2 separate regions of the Sus scrofa genome follow, and region 1 is linked to region 2. A link is a contact called in public Hi-C data. All regions are on one chromosome and are shown on one strand. The core of a region is the stretch at or near the end of the contact, and the rest is flanking DNA. Distances in the headings are between cores, read along the strand shown. Region 1 overlaps IGF1R (insulin like growth factor 1 receptor). Region 2 overlaps IGF1R (insulin like growth factor 1 receptor).

What was found. A called contact is a pair of places that touch in the nucleus more often than the background predicts.
Region 1: a contact with region 2 is called in a Hi-C map of heart right ventricle, with 2.4 times the contacts expected there. The contact joins two enhancer-like sites. A contact is called at or near these places in 3 of 47 Hi-C or Micro-C datasets (embryonic fibroblasts, fetal heart ventricle and heart right ventricle).

The regions. Positions count from the first base shown.
Region 1 is chr1:137,628,332-137,634,134 of Sscrofa11.1, reverse strand. The region is part of intron 2 of IGF1R (insulin like growth factor 1 receptor); the gene reads left to right. Among named protein-coding and RNA genes, the nearest start is that of IGF1R, 59 kb to the left of the region's middle. Within about 2 kb of position 2,109, at least 10 of the 83 cell types and tissues checked have an H3K27ac peak or open chromatin away from gene starts, as enhancers often do.
Region 2 is chr1:137,550,618-137,556,258 of Sscrofa11.1, reverse strand. All of the region lies in intron 2 of IGF1R (insulin like growth factor 1 receptor), which reads left to right. Among named protein-coding and RNA genes, the nearest start is that of IGF1R, 140 kb to the left of the region's middle. Within about 2 kb of position 2,173, at least 20 of the 83 cell types and tissues checked have an H3K27ac peak or open chromatin away from gene starts, as enhancers often do.

The DNA of each region.
Region 1 (5,803 bases), core at 860-3,359, 78 kb before region 2:
CACTGGCCAGCAGATGCCTCACCCATTGGCAGAGGACCGCAGGGCTTGGTGGGAAGCTGGTGAGCCCATCCCGAGGAGGAGAAGCCTGCCTGTGGTGCTGGGTGAATTCTGGGTGTGTCCTTCAGCTCTTGGCCTGGGTGGCTGTCACCCCAGAGGTGAGCACACACCTGCTTTGTGGAAGATTGATTGTCAGGAAGATATATTTCCCCCTTGCCCAGAGAGCAGTGTGGAGCAATAGTCCTTAGCAAGCCAAAAGACTCGAGGATTATGAAATGTGGATGTCTCCCGTGTCATTTTCACGGCCCTTCCTCCCCAGAGGTTCCCCAGACCAGCTCTTAACTGGCAGGGAGCGTCAACCATGGATGGTAGCTCTTCTTTCTCCTGCCCTGCAGAATGACTCAAGGCCAAAGATGATGGAGAAATGGGGGGAACCATCTTCAAAATTGAAGTGTGCCCTGGGGTGCCATTCATTTATTCACTGGAGGCCAGCCACATCCAGGGAGGAGGGAACAGGGGTGAACTTTCTCCAGGTACCTGTGGTTAGTTCTCTCCCTGCCCAGCGCATTGCCTAAGTGTGCCTGGGGTTTCCTTGCCAGGGGGCTTTCTGGTGCTTGATTTCAAGTATCGAATTAGCCCCCGCTACCCCCCTCCCCCAAGAATCCAAAAACATATTGCTGAACTTAGTCTCCAAGTACTTTGTAACTTCTTAGGGTGAACAGCTTGTGGTCCACTCAGATCGCTGTATTGCCTGTGAACAGGCCCGGTCTTTGCCAGGAAATCCACAAAGTCGACAAGCCGGGCCATGTTGGAAGCTGGCTTTGCTGGTGGTGAAGGCTTACTTCAATTAAAAGGGCATTGACTGGAACAGTGGTCCTGGAGTTTGTTTGAGTTCCTACCGCCTTTAAAATGAGAAACCAGGAAAACAGCAGATTGGAGTTAAAAGGCAGGAAATGGCTTCCTTTATTGACAAAAGCAAAGCATTTTACTGCCATCTCACTGATGGGGTCAAAGACTTAAAATGAAGGCAGGTGGTATAAAAAAGAGAATTCTACATTTTTTAAAGCCCCAGACAGGTTCTCATGTTTTTGTTTATCCGAATCTCCTCACAAGGGTGGTATTGTTGTATGGGGTGGAATTGCCCCACTTCCTCATTTGCTTATAGATTGCTATGTTGGGGCCACCAGGTAAGAGTGGAGGACTTGTTTAAGTGCTTGTAAATCACCTGCTGGACCGAGGTAAGGGGGAGGGGGGCACAATTTCTCTGCCCTGAGACCCCATGCATGTGATATGCATTATTTCATCTTAACACTTCTTTTGTAAGTTCAAGCCGCCCGTAAGGATCTTTCTGTGAAATGCTGTCTGCTGCCGGGTCCTGCATGGGCTGGCCCCCCCACTGCCAAGGTGGGCCAGGGTCAGGGCCTGCCTGTCCATGTGGGGCCGGCAGAGGTCTGAGTGGCCTGCAAGGAGGGGCAGGCCATCCAGCAGGCTCTGGCTTGTGTGTTGCTCGGAGCTTGTCTCTTTTCCCCTGGAAGGCCCCTGCTCTGGTCAGCTGCTCCTGGTGTGGGGGTTTCTTTATTTAGAAGGGGGTCACATGCCCCTGGGCCTCATTTCTATGCCTTTTATAGTCACGCGTGGAGATAGCATTCTCTTCTCCCTGACTGGCGACCCTGTTACCAGAATGGAGAGGCAGCCTGTGCCCATGGTTCCCTGGGACCCTCTTAGCCCACCCCACCTCTCAGTTCCTGAGACTTGTTATTGAAAGGCTTTATTCTTGGCCAACTGTCACCTAATTAAGGTGTCACTCTCCTGGGCTCCCTTCAGAAGTTTGTTTTTTTATTAGGGATCTCAGCTTAGAGACTTCAGAGCTTTTAGAATAATTCTCCTAGGGTGATATTTGCAATTCTAGGTATTTGGCAAATAGCTGGAGTCCCTTCCCATCTCATCAGTTAAGCTTGCTTGTAAGGCTCTTCTGGTTTCTTCCTACCCCTAAAAAGTCTGTTTCTTTTGTTGCATTAATATTTCAATCTTGCTTTTCTTGTGTGTATGCCAGCGTGACATTCTCTGCTAGAGTGGGGATGACGTGGGACGTGTGGGCCCGTGGCTAATCTTGTCCGGTATTGCATTGCTCAACTTGAGTGCACAGGGTGGTTTAGGACTTAGATTTGGCTTGTGGTGGAGCTGGGAGCCATGACTTGGAAACACGCCTCCTTCTAGCATGTGGTGTGACTCCAGGACTTAGACTGCACGAGGCGGGGTCTCTGACACCATCCTTGGGGTGGAGTGTTCCACTCTGACTTGGAGGGAATGAGAGAAGTCTAGGTGTCCCGGGGATGCCAGTGGCAGAAGATGGGATCTTTCTGTCTACGACACATAGGCTATTAAACAGAAGAGGCATCTGTTTATCACTGTGCCTAACTTGGGAATATGGCTTTAAGACCTTAAGACATTATGCAGAAGAAGGAACCGCAGGTGGAGATCCAAAATCTAGACCATTCTGGGCTCTGCCACTGGCTCACATTTGCCTGGGGTGGGCATGGTGATGGGAGCAAGGGGTCTTGTCTAGTCCTGATAGCCTGTCTCCATCTCTGGAGGAGCAGGGACCTCAGAGCCTCTGTAATAACCGTGTGAACCCTGTGGCAGGAGGAGGCAGTGGGGCTGTGAGCCCTCCTCAGAGTTCGGGGGTGGGGCAGTTGTCATCTCAGGTCAAGGAGTGATGGGGACTTCTGGGGCTTGTGTAGGTAGGGAAGAGTGACCATACAGGAAAGATTATGAACCTTCAGGGTCAGCTCAGCTGCTGTTCTTCACTTCCCAGGGGGTCATGGGCCTGGCCAGGACCACTCTCCTGGGATTCCCAGCGTTTCCATCCCCAACAGTGCTGTGAAGCCCATGAGGGCAGCTGTCACCATCACGTGCCTGCCGCCTTCTACTTGACTGGTCTTCAGGCATGTTTAGGGGGCCCTGCACCTGGAAAGTGTGGTTTTACCCCTTGAACTGGACCAGCATGGCATTTTTTTTCTTTTCAGGGCTGCTCCTGTGGCACATGAAAGTCCCTGGGCTAGGGCTTGAAGAGGAGCTGCAGCTGCCGGCCTGCGTCACAGCCACAGCAACATGGGATCCGAACTGCATCTGCAACCTGTGCCACAGCTCACAGCAATGCTAGATCCTTAGCCCACTGAGTGAGGACGTGGATCGAACCTGCATCCTCATGGGTACTAGTTGGGTTCTTAACCCACTGAACTACAGTGGGAACTCCCCATCATGGCATTTAAGATTGAGATTTTGTATAAAATGGGATTTAAAAAAACTAACACATTCCTATGTAGACAAATAGTATCACCTGGGAGAGGTTTAAGAACAGTCTAAGCTTCCATACATTACCTTCATGTGTTCCCAGGTGCTGTGAGGAGGCTGCCAGGCTCCATCTTCCATCTGTGAAATAAGGCTGAACAGATATGGAGTTTGTAAAGCACTAGACAGAGTGCCCAGCACATAGTAGGATCCTGGGAAATGGCAGTTTAATTCTTTTTAAAAAATTAAACTAGGCTACCTAAGAGCTGCATTCTAAGGTCCATTAAAAGTTCTGAGCATTAAGCTGGATTGACTGTGTATGTTTATTGCCATATCTTATATGGTTTTTATTGCTTTTTCTAAATTGCAAAATCTCAATTACCTAAATAGCATGGCATAGTGTAGGAATGGTTCTTGCTAATTCAGTCCAATTGTTCAAATTCCTGTGTTTGTCCAGATAAGCCATATCTTTAAAGAACATTCAGTGAGGTACATATGTCTATATGGGGGTGCCAGGGGGAGCCTCTGTAGTTACATGTAAACTCTGGTTATCAAACCCTATGAATTTATTTCTCTTGCAAGCTTGGTGTTGGGAAGAATTAAGAATGTCAGCAACGAGATTCTTGTTTGATACTAACATTAAATATTATCTTTTTAAAATGTTCTTTTTCACAGAGAGCAGTAAAGTAGCTAGAGTGGAACAATTAGGGATAAAGATAACAAGGATGTATGTTTTTATTTGTGACAGCTGCAGGTCTCAACGGGTAAAGGTAGCCAGCCATCTGCTCATGGCTGAAGCATGTGCCCGTTTATTCTCTTCTTCGGGCAATACCAGCTGTGTGTGTGTGTGTGTGTGTGCGTGTGCGTGTGTGTGTGCGTGTGCGCGCGCGCGCGCGCGCGCGTGCGTGCAGACACACGCATACCACTTCATCCTCCCACCCAGCCTCTTCTGCTGTGGCTGTTTTGTTTTGTTTCATTTCCCTCCTCTCACTCTCAGCTCAGGAAGCAAACACTGACTCTCTCTGTTCTCTTAGATCTTCCTTCCGTTCCAGGGGGTCAGGTGGGTGGGATAACGTGGTGCAGGAATGTCAGGCCCCCTCCCGGAAGCCTGGCTTCTATTTCATCTCATTACCGAACAGAAGTCGCTTTTTGTTTCCCTGCCTGGGTTGCAAACAACCACCCAGTCCTCTTTCCTTTCTTCATGCCATTTTTCACGGCATCCACGTGGGATGGGAACAGAGGCAGTGTGTTTGGAGACTGTGTGTGTGCTGCCCAATCCTTGCCGCCTTGTGCAGAAAGCCTGTGCAGACAGCCCCACCACATAGCTGCCTCCCATTTGTTCTGCAGGACCTCGTGGAGGGACTGGAATGAAGGTTGTGAGGTTGTAGTTGCTGGAGCCGGTGCAGGCAGGCCTGGCTTCTCTGCGCACAGGGCCGAGGCTGGGTGGCCCCAGGCCCTGAGCCCGTCTGTGCCCTGGGCCCCTGGAGAGCAGGCCCAGCTGTGATGCGCCTGCATCTGCCCTTGGCAGCAGATCTATGAACCGATACTGCCATTCTGGATTTCCGGATCTGCAAAGTGCTTGGATGGTTTTTAGCAGCTGCCGAGATCAGGGAGTTGGGCTTAGTAGTAAAAAGGGGTGAAAGCATTGAGCCTATAATACAAAAAAAAAAAAAGGCAAGATGAAAGTTGATATTATTAGAAACACTTCCTGGGCAGCTGAAGTGTTCGAATTAGGATTTTTTTTTTTTTTTTTTAATCCCAGAAGGTATTAGTGGTAATACAGAGACAAATGGAAACTAGTCAGATTCCCTGGGTCCAGAAAAGGTGAGTTTTGTTCCTGGGGTTCCTAGAATGAGGTTTCTGTCCTGATTTCCTGACCTCCGAATGGCCCCTGATGCTTTGCTAAGTAGATGATATTATTAGGATTTTAGGCTGTTCCCCGGATAGGTTATAGGATGTATCTTTGTTCCCTTCCTCAGCAGATTTGAGATGATTGGATTATTTTGTAACATGTCGATACTTCTCTTAGAAGCTTTGGCATGACTCTGACAAAGAAGCTTTGGAATGGTTTTAAGCAAGGTTGGGGGGAAAGTCCCTCGTGCTTTCCTCCACTTACAAGGAGAGGCAGAGCCGCCTGGATGCAAAACGGGGCACCTTGCACTCTCCCTTGATAATCTCACTCACTCACAGTCTGCGCGTGCTGTCCAGGTGGTACAGTTTAGGTGACATGGTGTCATCTACTTAGATCCTTGGGCTTTCTGCCCGTCCTTCCCCAGCTGCTACCACGTTCTGGCCATCCTTTCATGTTTGCTGTGAGAGTTGAGGCTCAAGGGATCTTGACATCATCATTGCTTATGAATAGAATTCTGAGAATGTACCGTTTTTGCAGAAGAATGCTTCTTCAGCTCAACAAATATTTCTTGTTTGTTGAGGAAAAAAAATCCTTGGATGCCGGAGATGGGCAGTTAGGAGGGGGTAGACTTCTGGGTCTGCCTAAATAGAAAGCGTTTTTTTA
Region 2 (5,641 bases), core at 924-3,423:
TGGTATGCAACATACTATTTGATATTTCTATATATTTCAAAATGATCACCACAAGAAGTTTAGTTACCACCTGTCACCATAGAAAGATATTATATTATTATTGACTATATTCTCCACATGGTACATTTTATTCTCATGACTCATTAATTTTGTAACTGAAAGTTTGTACCTCTTAATCTCCCTCACATATTTAATTCATCCCTTCTCCCCTCCCCTCTGGCAACCACCTATTTATTCTCTATAGCTAAGAGTCTTTATGTTTTGTTGCGTTAATTCATTTGTTTCCTTTTTTTTTAGAGTCCATATACAAAGGAGATCACATGGTCTTTATCTTTCTCAGTCTGACTCATTTCAGTTAGCATAATACCCTCTAGGTCCATCTATGTTGTCACAAAAGGCAAGATTTCATTCTTTTTTATGGCTGAGTAGTATTCCATTGTGTGTGTGTGTGTGCGTGTGTGTGTGCGTGTGTGCATGCATGCATGTGCTTATGTATTTATACACACACACATAGACACACCACATCATCTTTATCCATTCATCTATTGGTGGGCACTTCAGTTGTTTCCATATCTTGGCTACTATAAATATTGCTGCAGTGAACATAGAGGTGCATGTATCTTTTTGATTTAGGTCTTTGTTTTCTCTGGAAACATACCCAAGAATGGAATTGCTGGATTGTGTAGTATTTTCTATTTTTAATTTTTTTGACGGACCTCCGTAGTGTTTTCCATAGTGGCTGCACCAATTTATACTCCCACCAACAGCCTACTCCCTTTTTTTCTGTATCCTCACCAACACTTTTTATTTCTTGTCTTTTTGCTAAGAGACATTCTGACAGGTGTGAGAAGATATCTCTTAGGGATTTTATGGAACTTGTCCGGCTTCCTCATCAGTACATTGGGAATAAACATGCCTTTAGAGCTATTTTGAGGATTGAATTAGATAGGTGGGTAAAGCATTCTAGCTTGCTATTTTTATACTGTTAAGGTTAGTACCCAATAACCCATGTTGTTTTCCTTTGGAGCGCCTTCTGGCACAATCCCCTCCCCGGGCAGTAAGGGGAAGAGAGGCAGTAGGTCTGACCATGTGCGATGCCCAGTAATAGGCCTATATTGTAAATCTGGAATGTGGATATCTTTCGAGCTTCCTTAAAGAAAACATGCCCACATGACCACTAGCTGAGGCACAGCACACTGTGCTGAAAGCCTGGGTTGGTAGCTGCTGTCTAATCCAGTCATGGACGGTTTCTCTGCACTCAGCCTTCAAGCTGCTGCCCGTCTCCCCTGCAGCCTCTGCCTCTCTCACCCTTCCCTGTCTGTGCATGGTCCTGGGTGCCCCAGAAATCCCATGTACTCGTAGGCAAGTACAGGCTCCTTACTCTCAGGCGTGGAAAGCAAGTAGTTTTCGCAGCACATGACCTTGGTCATTGGAGCCATACAGGGCTCCCCCTGTGTGAGGCTAGGAGCCAGAACAAAAGGAAGTAAACTTGAGGCATAACATGGTTTTGCTGGCTCATCCAAGGAGACTCAAAATAATTATCATTGTTGCAAATGGCCCTTACTCTGTGGTCTGATTGTTAACCCAGGAGTTAAAACAACAACAGCAGCAACAGCTAACGTCTTGACTTTTCTGATCAGATCACCCACTTGAAAGGAGGCTGCTCTCCGCAGAAGAGGGCCCAAGGTCTCAGGTGGGGGACCTCTGGGCTCACTCTTATATATGTTACCCCCCCACCTTTCACCTGTGTCCAGGAAGAAAGTCCAGGTCTGGGTATTTTTCACTCACAGGACCTGTTGGCAATGGTTTGGGGAGGACTCTGCCCTTCAGCCAGCCAGTCACAAGATGACTGGGCAGGGAGACTACGTGCTGGGCGGTTGGGAGCTGCCTCTGAAATGCGAACACTCTCCCAGCCCGTTGTCGTCGTAACCTTTTCCTCAGCCATGGAGAGCTGATCCTGGCATGGGCATTCCTTACCTCTCTCACCCACTTGAGGATTGCCCTGAGCCTGGGCTCAGGATGGAAATGGCACTATTTCTGGTTGTTGATGACATTCCCGAAGCCCGCAGTGCAGTTTCAATACCCCCAGGAGTGCCCTGGATCTGTCAGCACCAGTGAGTCGTGGGTCATGAGACCTGACTGGGAGGGAGCAGGAGCCTCCCAGTCTTGCACAGCAGGGGGGTTCCACTGTGCCTCCTTTTTCTGACCTTCCCTGAATCTGTCTGGCCTACAGAGCTGAAGAAAGTCACCATCTGTGTGCCTTTCCTTGCAACCTGGTTTTCTGCATCTGGGGCTTAGGTGGAGAGTGCCCCCACAGCCCTCCCAAATAAAACACCTTCAGACCAGTCCAGACACTGTTATAACACCCCCCTCAAAATCCTGACACTGTCAGGTTGGCTAAACCCAGGAGGTGTTGGGGAATGAGCCCTGGAAATGGTTAAGGAGTGGTTGCCTTCCATCATCCCAATTAAATGTTACTCAGCCCTCTCCCCCACCATTACTAGAACCCTGCACCCATAGACAGTGGGCATGGAGTGTACTGTTTTTTCTGAGCCTGAAAAAGCTGACCCCTCAGCCCTTAGTTAGTATATTTCTAACTAAAATGGATTTTACATTTGAAACGCTCTGCACAAACTTTTGGAATCCTCAACACAGAAGGAAAGAATTGGTATTCTCACATGGTAGTTTGTATTCTCACGTGGTAGTTTCTGGAAGGGGTATGTGTTTGCCTCTTGAATGGGTTACAAGGATTTTGTCCATGGGCCCAGAGGCCAACTGTGGCATGAGAACCTTTACTTTGAAGAGGGCAGAGGAGGCAGAAGGAAGATGGAAGTGATTCTCGAGGCTGCCTCTTTGTAAGACATGGTGGGGTTCTCAGTTTACATACCAGGCTCTGGAGGCCCAGGTCAGTGCAGGAGCAGATGTTTGGTCTGCCCTCTGAATGGATAGATTTTAATCAGAAGGCATCAGATCCCACACCACTGCTAAAATGGATAGCAGCCTGCATGGATGCTGTAGTGGCTGTCATCCTAGGTCCAGGGTAGCATCTTGCACATGGAGGATGTTGGAGGAGGAGGTACAGGGCTCTCCTCTTCTAGGAAGGGCTGAGACCATCTCTGAGTCATGAGCTGGAACCAGTATAAGGTCAGAGGGCAGAGTTGTCCCACTGTCCTCTACATCACAAACTCCCTTGCAGTGCTCTGAGCCCAGTTGCTTATCCAGGGTGCTTTTTACTCAGAGGTACCAGTGTCTGTTTACACATAATGTGCATCTCTTCCATTAAAGGATTTTTAAGGCATTTTTCTAATGCGAGTCTCCCTGTGTCAGGGGATCTTTCCCCTGATTGCATGTAAATAATGATGTCAACTTTGCAGTTTGTGTAATTTCTCAAACTGTCTGTTTACTGCTCGGCCTTGATCAGGCCTCCCCGAGGATGCTTGCATTGTGCTGAGCCCTGACAGCTCTGGAGGGCGGTGAGGAGCTGTGCTGTCCCTGGGCTCCGGCAGGTGATTCAGCCCTGCATGGAGGCTGTGCAGGAGCCGCTCTGGTCATCCTTGTGCGAAACACATTCTCTCTCTCCTCTTTCTTTTCCCTCTTTACCTGATATCTCTCTGGTGTTCAGCAAAGCATTGGGCCTCATGTTTATTCCTTGTGGTTTCTCAGCAGTTACTTCTAACATCAATTTCAATTGATTAAAGCAGATAAAGAATTTTTTATGCTCAGTAGTCAGTTAAATATTATTTTCTGTTTTAACTTAGAAACTAATTTTACAGTGGCTATTTTCTTTTTCTTTCTTCTTCCTTTTTAAGAAAATTTTGCGAAGGTAGACAATGCTTGCAATAAAAGAGAACACATGGGCTCATGGCTTACTTTCCCCAGTTGACTTTTCTGGTCATTTACCTTTCTGTAAAATGGAAAGACAAACAAGCAAACCCTTAAACACAACTCAGATCATGATTGCCAACTTTTTTCTTTGTGCGTAATATTTTCTTTGTGTAGTTACATTATTTCTAGGTTATGCCTGCTTTATTTATCTTTGAAAGGGAAAAAACTCACACTGTTTACAAGAACTCCTTGTTCTAGGCTGTACAATTGTGTCTGTGACGCTTTTTTCCATTTGGAGCCATGGGGGCGATAAAGTTGATGTCAGCTGGCTAGCCTTTTTTTTTTTTTTAAGGAAAAAATCCATAATCTTAATTTATAACATAGTCATTTTCATTATGTATGTAGTATATTTCTCAGAAAGTCAAATGTCACAGTTCCAGCCTCTGTGGTTGAGGTCCTCTGTTTGCCCATCACTTCCCTGCTCCTGATTTTGCCCTCTTCTTGGAGGAGGTGATTGGCTTTCATTTAAAAACTAAAAATTCCATACCTTACAGAGGAGGTGACATGCCATTTCTTTTCTTTCTTTCTTTCTTTTTTTTTTTTTTTTTTGGTCTTTTCTGTCCTTTTTTAGGGCTGCACCCGTGGCACATGGAGGTTCCCAGGCTAGGGGTCTAATCAGAGCTGTAGCCACTGGCCTGTGCCAGAGCCACAGCAATGCCAGATCTGAGCCATGTCTGTGACCTACACCACCGCTCACGGCAAGGCCGGATCCTCAACCCACTGAGCGAGACCAGGGATGGAACCTCCAACCTCATGGTTCCTAGTCAGATTTGTTTCTGCTGCACCATGATGGAAACTCCACATGCCATTTCTTAATTGTAATTATATACAACTGAAACTTTTGAAGTAGACCTTTAAAATTATGCCATTGAACTTTCTCTTTGAGGAGGGCTTTTCACATTGGATGGTGTTACAGTTTAATAAAGAAAAAAAACAAAAAACAAAAAACACTCAGGCTTTACAAGGATACATTATTAAATCCTTTGACCAGGACTCATCCTATAACCCAGGGGCTCTTTCATGGCATTGGGAAGGTTCTCTCAATTTGATCAGAAGGGAATTTAGGGGGAAGCACCGTTGGAGGGAGAAAGTCAAAGGAAGGTACTCCTTGTCAAGTCCATACATGAAATAGCCCTGATTTGCTTGGGGTGTACTCCATCTGCCCATGTTGAATATATCTGTGACTTCTCTAGAGAAAGTATGTATTAACTGTTGAGTTTCTATGGCTTGTGTTCTGGGACTTTTTTTTTGTTTTATTTTGGTCTTTTTAGGGCCGCACCCAAGGTATGTGGAGGTTCCCAGGCTAGGGGTCAAATTGGAGCTACAGCTGACAGCCTACAGCAACACCAAATCTGAGCCACAGCTCACGGCAATGTCAGATCCTTAACCCACTGATCGAGGCCAGGGATCGAACCTGCGTCCTCATGGATAGTGGTCAGATTTGTTTCTGCTGAGCCACAACAGGAACTTCCCTGTGTTCTGGGACTTTGGTCTTGGGTTTGGAAGGAGCCAGGCAGGTTACCAGAGGAGAAAGTGTTGGGAGCACAGGAGGCATCGTGCTTGGTCATCTCAGTGTGCCAGGTTGCCTAGCATAGCCAGTGTTTTGGGGTGTGATGTGTGCTGCGATGCTGCAGGTCTGAGTACAGTGGGAAAGCAAGGTGCAAAGTGAAGCGGGCACCTGGGTGACCTGTATACCCTTGCCTAGAAAGACCATCCTTTTGTTTGTTTATTTTGTTTTGTTTGTTTGTTTAAAAGA